2 separate regions of the Gadus morhua genome follow, and region 2 is linked to region 1. Evidence: chromatin contacts called from public Hi-C data. All regions are on one chromosome and are shown on one strand. The core of a region is the stretch at or near the end of the contact, and the rest is flanking DNA. Distances in the headings are between cores, read along the strand shown.

Region 1 (5,241 bases), core at 2,391-4,890:
ATTATATTTTTCTATAATCCAATGATATAATGATCATATTTAGTCACAATGAACCCTCTGTTGAATTAAAGAATATATATTTATCATAGTTTGTCCAATTTGGCCTAATTTGGTTGGAACAAAAGAAGTGAACAGCAGAGAACAACTTAAATAAAAGATAAAAGATGATTCGGAAGTGCGTGTGTGAAATAAGGGTCAGGGTTTAGAATTGATGGAGAGGAAATGTGCAATTGCAAATCAAAACACAAAAATTTGATAGAATTATTAAAATCACCCAAGACACAAAACATCATTAGTACACCCATTGTAGCGACAGCGATTCTACAAAAAGAGAAGTTCTCTCTGCCTTTCTTGCTTCGTCAAAGAACTTTGGAACCGGAGCATACGAAGATGCTGAATAATTACTAATGAGGTCCTACTTCGCATATCTTCCAGCAGCTCCTGCCTCTCCGTGTGTGGACCAGAGGTCAGAGGTTCAAAGGTCAGAGGGAGTATGACGACCGACCCCCTCCCCACCATAACAGACGACTCCCAGGTAGGAAGACAGGCGAAGAAAAAAAATAACTTTTCTGCGCGCAATCAGAGCCAAGACTTTAAGCAACCAGACGCCTGAAGCAATTGCGATGGAAAGGAACAAAAGAAGAAAGAGAAGCACCGAGCATTTACAGAACAATGCAGGCGACACAGTGATGGAGTTGACAGCCAGACCACGACAGGAAGAGAGAGATGAGGAGGGGAGAGAGGAGGGGAGGGGAGAAGAGAGGACAAAAAGTTAAAAGGAGAAGAGCGAAGGGAAGAAATGAGGAAGGGGAGTACAGGAGTGCTGGGGGAGGAGGGAAAAAGAGAAGGGAAGAGATGAGGAGAAAAGCAGAAGAGGGAAGAAGAAGGGAGAAAAGAGGGGGGGGAGAGCAGAGAAAGGGAGAAACAAAGCGAGGCACAGAGAAGAGAGGAGGGGAGCGACGAGGAGAGAGCAAGAGTTGATCTGTAAATGCCCGACCGGGTGCAACCGTGCGCCCTGCTCTGTGATGACCGTGATTTGGCGCAGATTCAAAACTGGAGCCAAAAAATAAACACTTTTGGTTTTAAGTTCGGCAGTGTAACTCTGCAGTGACGAAGCCGGGCTTTTTGAGCCCCAGTGGAGTTAAAAGGATACGTTTGATTGGAAACAAAGGGTGGTCATTTTGGGTTCACGTCGGAGTTGAGTTCACACAGTTGTGAATACAGCCGTTATGAAATTGTAGTAGTACTCAAGGGTGGGCACAGTGGCACACACACACCCACACACATATATATACACACACACACTCTTAGATTATCACCATGACTACAAGAAAATGCTAAGAATGGGAGAGAACCACACAATACAAGAGAACAGATCCATATAATGGAATAGAGCAAGGTTATGAATGCATTCGTCCTTATCTTTACAGGACTGAAGAACAACGTAACTCCAACACATCAAAGGAAAATTAGAAATGCGCCGAGCCCAGGCCCATTCCTGATTCATGCTATATTTTTTTAAACAAACACTATTTAAGTGAAATAATGAATACTCCTGATATCAATACTAAGTGATGTTTAGAAAAGGAACACAGACTTGTTTTACCATGATAATAATTGGCGTTTAAATTAACCAGCCCTACAGGCAACACTGACCCATGCAGGTCAATGGAGAAGCGCAATAGCTAACAAAAAACATTTGTTCATTTTAAACGTGTTAATTTGTCTTGTACGATCGGCAACCTAGTAGTCTATAGTACCTTTTTATCACTGTGACTGAAATAAATCAATGCTCAAGGATGTGTACAGATTAAGGCTGCGGACAATGAAGACCGAACCAGAAGCTTACGTTTTGGTGTCGAACACCAAATTCATCTATCCACTAACCCACCACCTACTAGTTGCATTTGTTATTCCTCCATGACACTTTATTTTTTTGCTTCTGCTTATTCCACATGCACCATTAATGACCCGCCCAGCCACTCCACTGCATCCTTTGGGTCTCAGTAGGAATAGCCAGAGCTGTTTGCTGAAAGGATTTGATTGGTTTGTTGAGACCTCAGGTTGGACCCCCACATGCTCTTTTTACATCTCACCCCTTCTCGTGTGTAGACAAGTTCAGACATTGGGCAGCTAGCGATCAATAGACATCCATTCAATTCGAAACAAGTGTTTTGCAGCTTTTGTTAAGTAAGTGCATAGAAACTGTCATGTAATAGTGCCCAAAAATAAAGAAAACCACATGCTGGGGTTCTGTGTCTCCTCACCACTCTGTGTGCTCATTTATTGGCAGTCTGAATTCTGAATGCAGAGAAACATTTCAATGTTGGTGCGAGTGTAAAAAGGAGGGGGTGTTTTGTTAACAGATTTGAATGCTGGATAAGCATTCTGTGTTTGAACACAACCGCAAATGCTCACAGACTCAGAGACAGAGTGAGAAGCGAAGAGTTAGAATTGCTGAATGTCCTTGAGCACAATGGTGAATTTTGGATAGAACTGAGGACTTTGTGTTTCTTTGACCCACCGGTTGCAATGGACTGGCTTAAAGATTGAATGTGTGTTGTTGACAGTCTCATTCTATGTAATTTCTTACAACTGGGAACTAAGCATTTCATTTTGATTCAGAGGTAAATGCTCAGGCTGCGTTCCAATCAGTTGAAAAACACCCCCTCCCAGAATTATTCAAATGTCGCTCTGCATTCAGAATTCAGAATGCACAAACTGCCTATAATGCAGCTACTTTCTTCACTCAGTATTTTAACTGCCTGAGTCGCTAAGTCCATGAGCATGAGTGTTTAAACACTGGGAGTTTAACCAAACCATGGCTGATTTACATCTCAAATGCATAAACAAAGATAACCATTATCATGTGCACTTAACAAAGCAGCCTAATGCTTTAAAGTTGTGTGCAGCACGCCACTCTCCCCGGGTATTGCCTCCTGAATAACTGGTTCCTGGTTTCCTGGTCTGGGGACATGGGGAAACCTGACACTCGTTACATGTTGAAGGTGTTCAGATCGGTGTCTGATTACATATACCGTATAAATACATACCCTTGCACTTCCTTTATTTAATTCGGTTTAAACTCGTTGGTTAGTTATTTTTTGCACAATTTAAGTTTATAACTCAATAACACACACACACTTTGCTTCATTATTGAGTTTTATTTAATTTGGTTCTTGTTGTTTGATGGTTGGCAGCATAATTATTTATGCTGCCAACCATCATAGTCTTCCTCAACAAGAAACAAGAAAATCCTTATTCAAGTACAATGTGTTTTTTTGTATTTAAGAAAATAGTAGTTTGTGTTACTTACAACCGTATTTTTGTACTGAATATGTATTTACATTAAATTACTATAAATTAACAATAAATTGTATACGTTTTATTCTAATAATCTTTTTATAGTTTATTATTATTATCTGATATGTATAATTGTATTGCTGTACTATATGTGCAATTTTGTATTTTCATTTACCAGTAGAGATGGTGAGAACATAATCAGTACTATTCATGCTGTGTTAAAGCACTAAGCAATACTGCAAGGTGACACCAAACCCAACAAGAAAAACAGGTGTGGCTCTCTGCCAATGGCATGGCGTTATGCTAATGATGGGGGAGTTAGTGCCAGACTCTCAGTATGAAGCGGAAAGACTACCGACTACAATGAAAGTCGGTCATACGCGCCCAATGGCTAGACTTCCATCGAGGTAACTAAACAAAAAGCCTTTACACTGTTTTAAGTATAGTAATCTGCAATTGCATGTTGATATTGCTGTTAACTATGCTGTATTGGTAAAGTAAGACTGAACATAAGTGTTTATTATTTCCTTATCGCCATCTCTGTGACGCTAAGATTCAGAATTAAAATCAGAAATCTTATTTGTATATTTACTATTTACATTTGCACATCAAAAGTAAAGCAACATTAGGGCAAAGTGCAAGGTGTTCAAAGCGTGAAATGGCAGGGGGCAGCATAGTAATAAGTACACATAAATATATATCTATACATTATATTACTTTATAGTTCATACTCTGTATGACCTCTGCCCTCTGGATACAGTGTTCTTCAATGTACATTTTCTGTCATGTTTCAGTTACAGTGGAATATATCTGTTCCGCGTGATATACACAGCCTTTCTTAGCACAGGTGAGACACACAAACACGCACACCCGCCCGACCCACAGCTTGACAATCTGCAGGCAACAGAACGCCTTTTCCATTCTTCTCAAGCCAAAATGAAGCTCTGTACTGCTAGGTAGGAACTCGCCTTTTGTGTTGCTATGGCGCACACATGCTCGTCCAATCAGATAAGGCACTGAGCTGGCTCCCAAGAGGGATGCCGACCCTCTAGTGTAGCGAAAGATAGACTATGAGCCAATTTATGATCACTGTGTACGGACTAGACGAATGAAATCGTCTCAGTGAGAATGGTCATCACATTGGTTGCCTTTGAAAAAACAAAAACATTTTGTCATGTACTTAAACATGCCTAATGCTCGATCGAGGGGAACTCTTGTATAACAGTGCGTGTGCACCTATTTAGCTGTTCCCTCTGAACTCAAACATCCGCACCAATGAAACCACACAATTTCAACCACCAAGCCACTCTGCCAAGCTGCCCTTCATCAGCGGGAAGTTAACCAAGCTACATGAAACATGCTAGGTTCATAGCAACAACAGGTCCCTTTCACACCTACGCCTGGTGCTTGATTCAGGGCAATGTTTCAGAGCTAATTATTGTCAAAAATTGGTTGGTTTGATAATTTATACTTTAATGAGCTTGTTTACAAATGGCCACCAATGACAACTGAAAACACCAGTCTGTGTGGATGGGCAAGCTTACATTTCTTTGAGGATTTTGTCAAATTGCGACGTGATCGAGGATAGGGTGGTCTTGATATTTGTTTGTCGTATTTGTTCAAGGTAAACAAAAAAGTGTCAACAAAACTTTTACCAGCGCCTTTGTGATTTAAACACTTTAAGAACATAACTGCACACAAATAAGAAATATCACTTTTTTGAATAAACTGCACTATTCCGGTTATACTTGCATCGGCAAAGCAGTGAAACCATATACACCCTCATTGTAATCAATGTTTGATGGTGTCTTTGAGGCATCTTATTTTTCTAAATCTATTGAAGGTAGCCTCAAAGCTTCTAAAAAAATGCAGGTGTTTTTTAACTACTAAAAGCAAATAACAAAGAATAGGCGGAAAAATACGCAATTCCATAGAATG
Region 2 (4,989 bases), core at 1,503-4,002, 280 kb before region 1:
TAGACATGTTTTATTTGATTGCTTCCTTTCCACTTTAAGGTTTTAAGGTTTCAAAAGTCCTTTATATGAACAGCCTTTGAAGTGTGGCGATTCACTGGGTACTGAAATTCTATTTTTTTTATATCTATAAATGGTCATGTGACCAAAATAAAATCAACAACCACTGCTCTTTACAGAGATGACTCAATACCTATCCATTCGGCAATATTACTTACTTTTGGCTCAAAATGTATTGGTGCGTCACTTCTGAATTCTGGGAAACGCTGCTAATAGCTCTGGATTAAAATGTGTTGGAAATAGGGCAAGTGGGAATAATAAAGCTAAATCAACCAGAACTAATCCTTCAAAGTCGCTCCATCTTTGTTTGTTGATGACGTGACACCTCCACATTCACTGCTCCAACACTCCAACAGATGGTGTAGTTGAGCCATGAGTTGAACACTTCCAATCCGAGTCAGACATGGAGGGAGAGTTTGTTTACTGGATCGATCATGACAATTGATATGACATTCAATACAAACTATGACTTTAAGGACGGACCAGAATAATAAATGCTGATTTGATTTGTGATTTGGTTGCATGATTTCGACTTCTCAAACACGTATGCATATGCTTACGGGAGTGTTTTTAAATATATTAAATAACTTAAATATTTCGTTATTTGGTAGATGGCTAAAGTTGAATTGCTTTCTGTGTCTTGTGTTCAGTTCAAGAGGAGCCCTCCTAAAGTTCCCTACAAGGCGATCGCACTTGCAACCTTTCTCTTCGTAGTAGGGGCCTTGTTGATCATCATCGGGTCCCTTCTGCTTGCAAAATACATAAAGGTTGAGGTAGGAGTAAACACTCTTGCCTCTTACACATTCATTTCAAATGATTACATGAGAACCAGGCACTGGAGTAGGAAATGGAAATCTTTACTTAGTTATAAGTTTCAATAATGCTTTCTCCATCAAAAATCTTGTTCTAGCATTAGAGTCGATCACAGCCTGATTCAGTCCACTACGATATCAATAGAAATAGAAGAGGATGAGCCATTTTAGGCTACTTAGTCGCATAGTATTCCTCTTTGGCAAGTGTTTCAATACCATTATTTTGTGGGGTGACATAGACACTCATTTCTATCAACATACAGAAGACCAAAAGATAAAATAATAAAAATCGGCTTATTATATATTCAATTTTTTTCTGAACATCACAATACATAAACCCCAATCTTCCGCCTCCCCTTTTCAGCATCCGGACCGTACCATTCCCGTCCTCATCATAGGGGTGCTGGTGTTCCTGCCCGGGTTCTACCACCTGAGGATCGCCTACTACGCGTCCAAGGGCTACCGTGGTTACTCCTACGACGACATCCCTGACTTTGGGGATTGAGAGCAGTGTTAGCGTCGTGTAGATGTCCTGATGCCATGCTAATGCTAATGCTAATCCTCTGGCCAAACCTATGCACCGCGCGGCTTGGCGCCTCTTTGACTTGATCATTTCACATACGGCTGTTTCGGACTACTCTGTTTCAAGGCAGCCTTTTGCTATAGGAAACCCTGGTTGGTGTGTCGTACCGCCTTACCGTGCGGTGCGTTGGAGTTTCTCTGGTAGACTGCTAGTTATTTTGTGACGTGTGTGCAGTTTACAGATGTTGCAGATTATGTAGCAAGGCTTGAACTGACCTCCACCCTCAGGCCGTCAAAACCAATGCTGTATTCCAGACTCACGGGAGTCTCGCTGTTGTTATTTAAATATTTGATGTAAATGGTAGCTTCAGTTATGCACTATATATATATATAAATATATATTATATTATATGATGGCCAAATGATACTACTGCATAGACGCATAGGGTGTAGGTACCTAGTCCACAGAGGCCTTTGCTTTATATTGCGTACACCTCTCCAAAGGTTTAACAATAACAACGGCAACTGACAGCCTGCCCGTGTCTTTAATGCTATGACAGACAAGTTGACCAAGTTTGCATATCTTTTAATTTGTACTACACATCATCTTCACATCTTGGAGATCCCAGACTTCACTTAGTTTGCAACGCTTGGTAGAGACCCGACGTGCCTACAGCAGTTTACCATCAGCTGCTCTCTGACCCAAAAGGGCAATATTGGCTTTAGTGTGCATTGCATGGTACCATGCACTGCTACGATGTGCTTGATGCTACTTAGGCCACGGATATCCCATCCTCAGGGATTTAGATCCGCAACATCTTATGTATTTGAAGTGTTTATTAGGCATACAATAGTGTTGGTATACAATAGAGGTTGAGTATGCTTGTAGAAAAAGCTTGAAGAAATACTTTGATGCAATGATTGTATTTGAATTGTTATACAAGATTTGACTGACTGAGTAATATATTCCTCAGAATATTTGTACTTTTCGAAGAACACCAATTTCTTTTGAATTAAATAGATATTTGAAAGTTCAGTGAGTCGTTTCCTTTACAAGAGGATTTTTTCCCCCAATAGATTTTATTGAGATTAAGGAGGCCCTCTTGCGGTTACAAGGACAAAAACACATTTCTATGTCAGGGAACTTTTATGCCAACCTACGACCATGAATTATGCCGCATGCAAAAATAAATCTCCCTTCAATGTGGGAAGTGATGCTGGTTAGAGTGCAAGGACTAAATACGTTGAACCTGTTATCAGTCAAAGGTAACACAACTCCCCAATACAAGAAGGGTTTGTATGTGTTCGAAGTCCAACTGAGTTGAGGGGGAAAGGCGACTCCTGATTGGTCGAGCAGGATTGGGGGTGGATGTGGATGGGGGCGGAGGTGGTGAGCGATGGAGCAAAGCGCAAAGTAAGTCACCCAGCGGAGCGCAAAGCAAGTAAGTCACTCACTGGAAACTATTTTATTTATTTAATATGTAAGGGCTGGGCTATTACCTGTTGATTGTTTTTGAAAAAAGTTTGGCGTGGAAGTTGCTCTAACACAGATATACTAAGATCTAAGCGTCCTCGGTGTATTTATTATTGAGAGACGGGTGTGTAATAGAAGTAGGAAGGACGTGTAGAAGGGATGCGTTGTAACCGCCGAGTACTAAGGACGTTAAATTGAAGTTCCCAGAGTTTTGAACGATAAAATTTCAACCGAAGACACAAAGCCTACCCTTCAGTTTGAATTAGTTTCAAGTAGTCATAGACTTTATAATGAAATTCTCGTACTGCAGGCTATTTAAAACCCCTCTCCACCATTTAATTAGACCGCCAGTGGGTAAGGAAGGCCATGCACGAAGCTGCATGGTTCTACTGGGCGCTCTTAATCGATACTGTTGTGGAGAGCCGCATTGAATTAAATGTGCTAAGAATTAGCCCCTCGTTTTACGGGCTAGGGTTTGAGTCACTGGATATTAGTAGGCCTACAGGTGTCCTGTACGTTTTTTCCTGACTATTTCCTTTGAAATGTGTTTCTGAATGTATTTTTTCACTTGCATGCATCTTTCTTGAAGTAAATGTCAGGCGTACCTGTTCTTACAGGTGGAAATACCTATCCTGTATCGATTTTGAATTTACACTGGCGATTTTTTTAATCTTGTTTACTGGTGGCAGATAGGATCTGTGCGATGACATAGACTGTTCGATGTCTAATTAGCGTTGGATCAGTAAAAAGCGGAGTAGAAAACACAATCAATTCCCCTGTGGAGGATGATATCTTTCCTGATTTTTGGAGCATTTCTTGCTTGCTTTGATCAACTTGTTTTCTGAGATGATCAATATTCTATGTTTTACTGAGTTAGATTAAAAAAATTTGAATGTGGCCTGCAATACATTGTTTTAAGTCCCTGGCCTAATTCCATTTTAAATTACATATTAAACAGAATTTAATCCAAGGACATCGTAAAATTTCCCCCAGTAAGAAATCTTTTTAATTAAGGACTATTTAAAAACACCTCAATGGTCTCGCCATACTCGAGTACCATTTGTATTTAATGAAAGCAGCCAAATAAAAATACAAAGATTGGGAAACTGAAGCTTTAAAACACAAGTGTAAAGGATTTGGCAAGGGCAGCAGTGGTTTGTGAATAGTTGAGTTACCTGGTAGCACTAAATTCCCTCTGAATTCCCCTCCAGCAGACCTGAAACCGTATGTTGGCATGTTTCTATTTCATATTTACGGCGAGAACAGTCTCTTGTGTTACTTAGCAGTGTATCATAGCCTCTGCTGTTATTACATGATCACTTAAAGCTAGTGCCACTGCATGTTATTGTGTGTGAGTCTCAGGCAGGGGGATCTGTCTAGGGACCGTGTGTTACCATGGCTGGGCTGAATCAATTGTAGTGTGTGTTTGTGGAACCTATTTGAGTGAGAGTTGAGTTTGATTGAAAGAGAAAACATAAATTCTACCCGGGGCTTTAACAATGTGTTATTTTTCCCTTCCTGGTTATTTTTCCCTTCCAGATACGCCTGTCTCCTCTCATAGTTTCATCTCTTGTTCTTACTCTGTTATGTATTTTTCACCTGTCTACCCTTTTTGCTGCTGCATCTCTCTCCCACTCTCCCTCACTACTTTCTTTATACCTTTCCTTTACTCTCCGTGTCTCTCAGTCACTCAGTCTTTCCACCTCTCTCTTCTTTCTGTGTCTCTCTGTCATACTTTGCCTCTCTCCTACTTTCTCTAGTATTCTCTTTAAATTAAGTTAAAACAAGTTCAATTCAATGGGCCTTTATTGGCAAGGGAAACATATGTTTCATAATACTGTACGTACAATTAATGATGTTGAAGAATGAAGTACATGTGTAAAAAGCTGTGTTTAACATTGAAATATTGCATTCAAATCTATTAATAAGAGTTTGTAAAATCAACTTAAAAATACAAACTCTCTCTCTCTCCCCCCACTCTCTCTGTCTCTTCCTCCCCTACTCTATATCTCCACCATTCTCTCTCTCCCTATCTCCTCCACTCCTCTGTCTCTCCCTCCCCAACTCTCTCTCTCTCTCTCTCTCTCTCTCTCTCTCTCTCTCTCTCTCTCTCTCTCTCTCTCT

The links. A called contact is a pair of places that touch in the nucleus more often than the background predicts.
Region 2: a Hi-C map of blood shows a contact between it and region 1, with 4 times the contacts expected there. The contact joins the promoter of LOC115532067 here to the promoter of LOC115532098 in region 1. A contact is called at or near these places in 2 of 6 Hi-C or Micro-C datasets (blood and heart).

Annotation. Positions count from the first base shown.
Region 1 is chr19:6,111,398-6,116,638 of gadMor3.0, reverse strand. It overlaps LOC115532098 (coxsackievirus and adenovirus receptor homolog), which reads left to right and starts at 3,640. Exons shown (of 8, transcript XM_030341619.1): 1 at 3,640-3,710; 2 at 4,098-4,150. The coding sequence starts at 3,667. The region is part of intron 2 of LOC115532100 (a long non-coding RNA gene); the gene reads right to left.
Region 2 is chr19:6,389,117-6,394,105 of gadMor3.0, reverse strand. LOC115532067 reads left to right here and starts at 2,752. Exons shown (of 21, transcript XM_030341547.1): 1 at 2,752-2,833. It overlaps LOC115532068 (transmembrane protein 230), which reads left to right. Exons shown (of 4, transcript XM_030341548.1): 3 at 708-830; 4 at 1,234-2,427. The coding sequence ends at 1,374.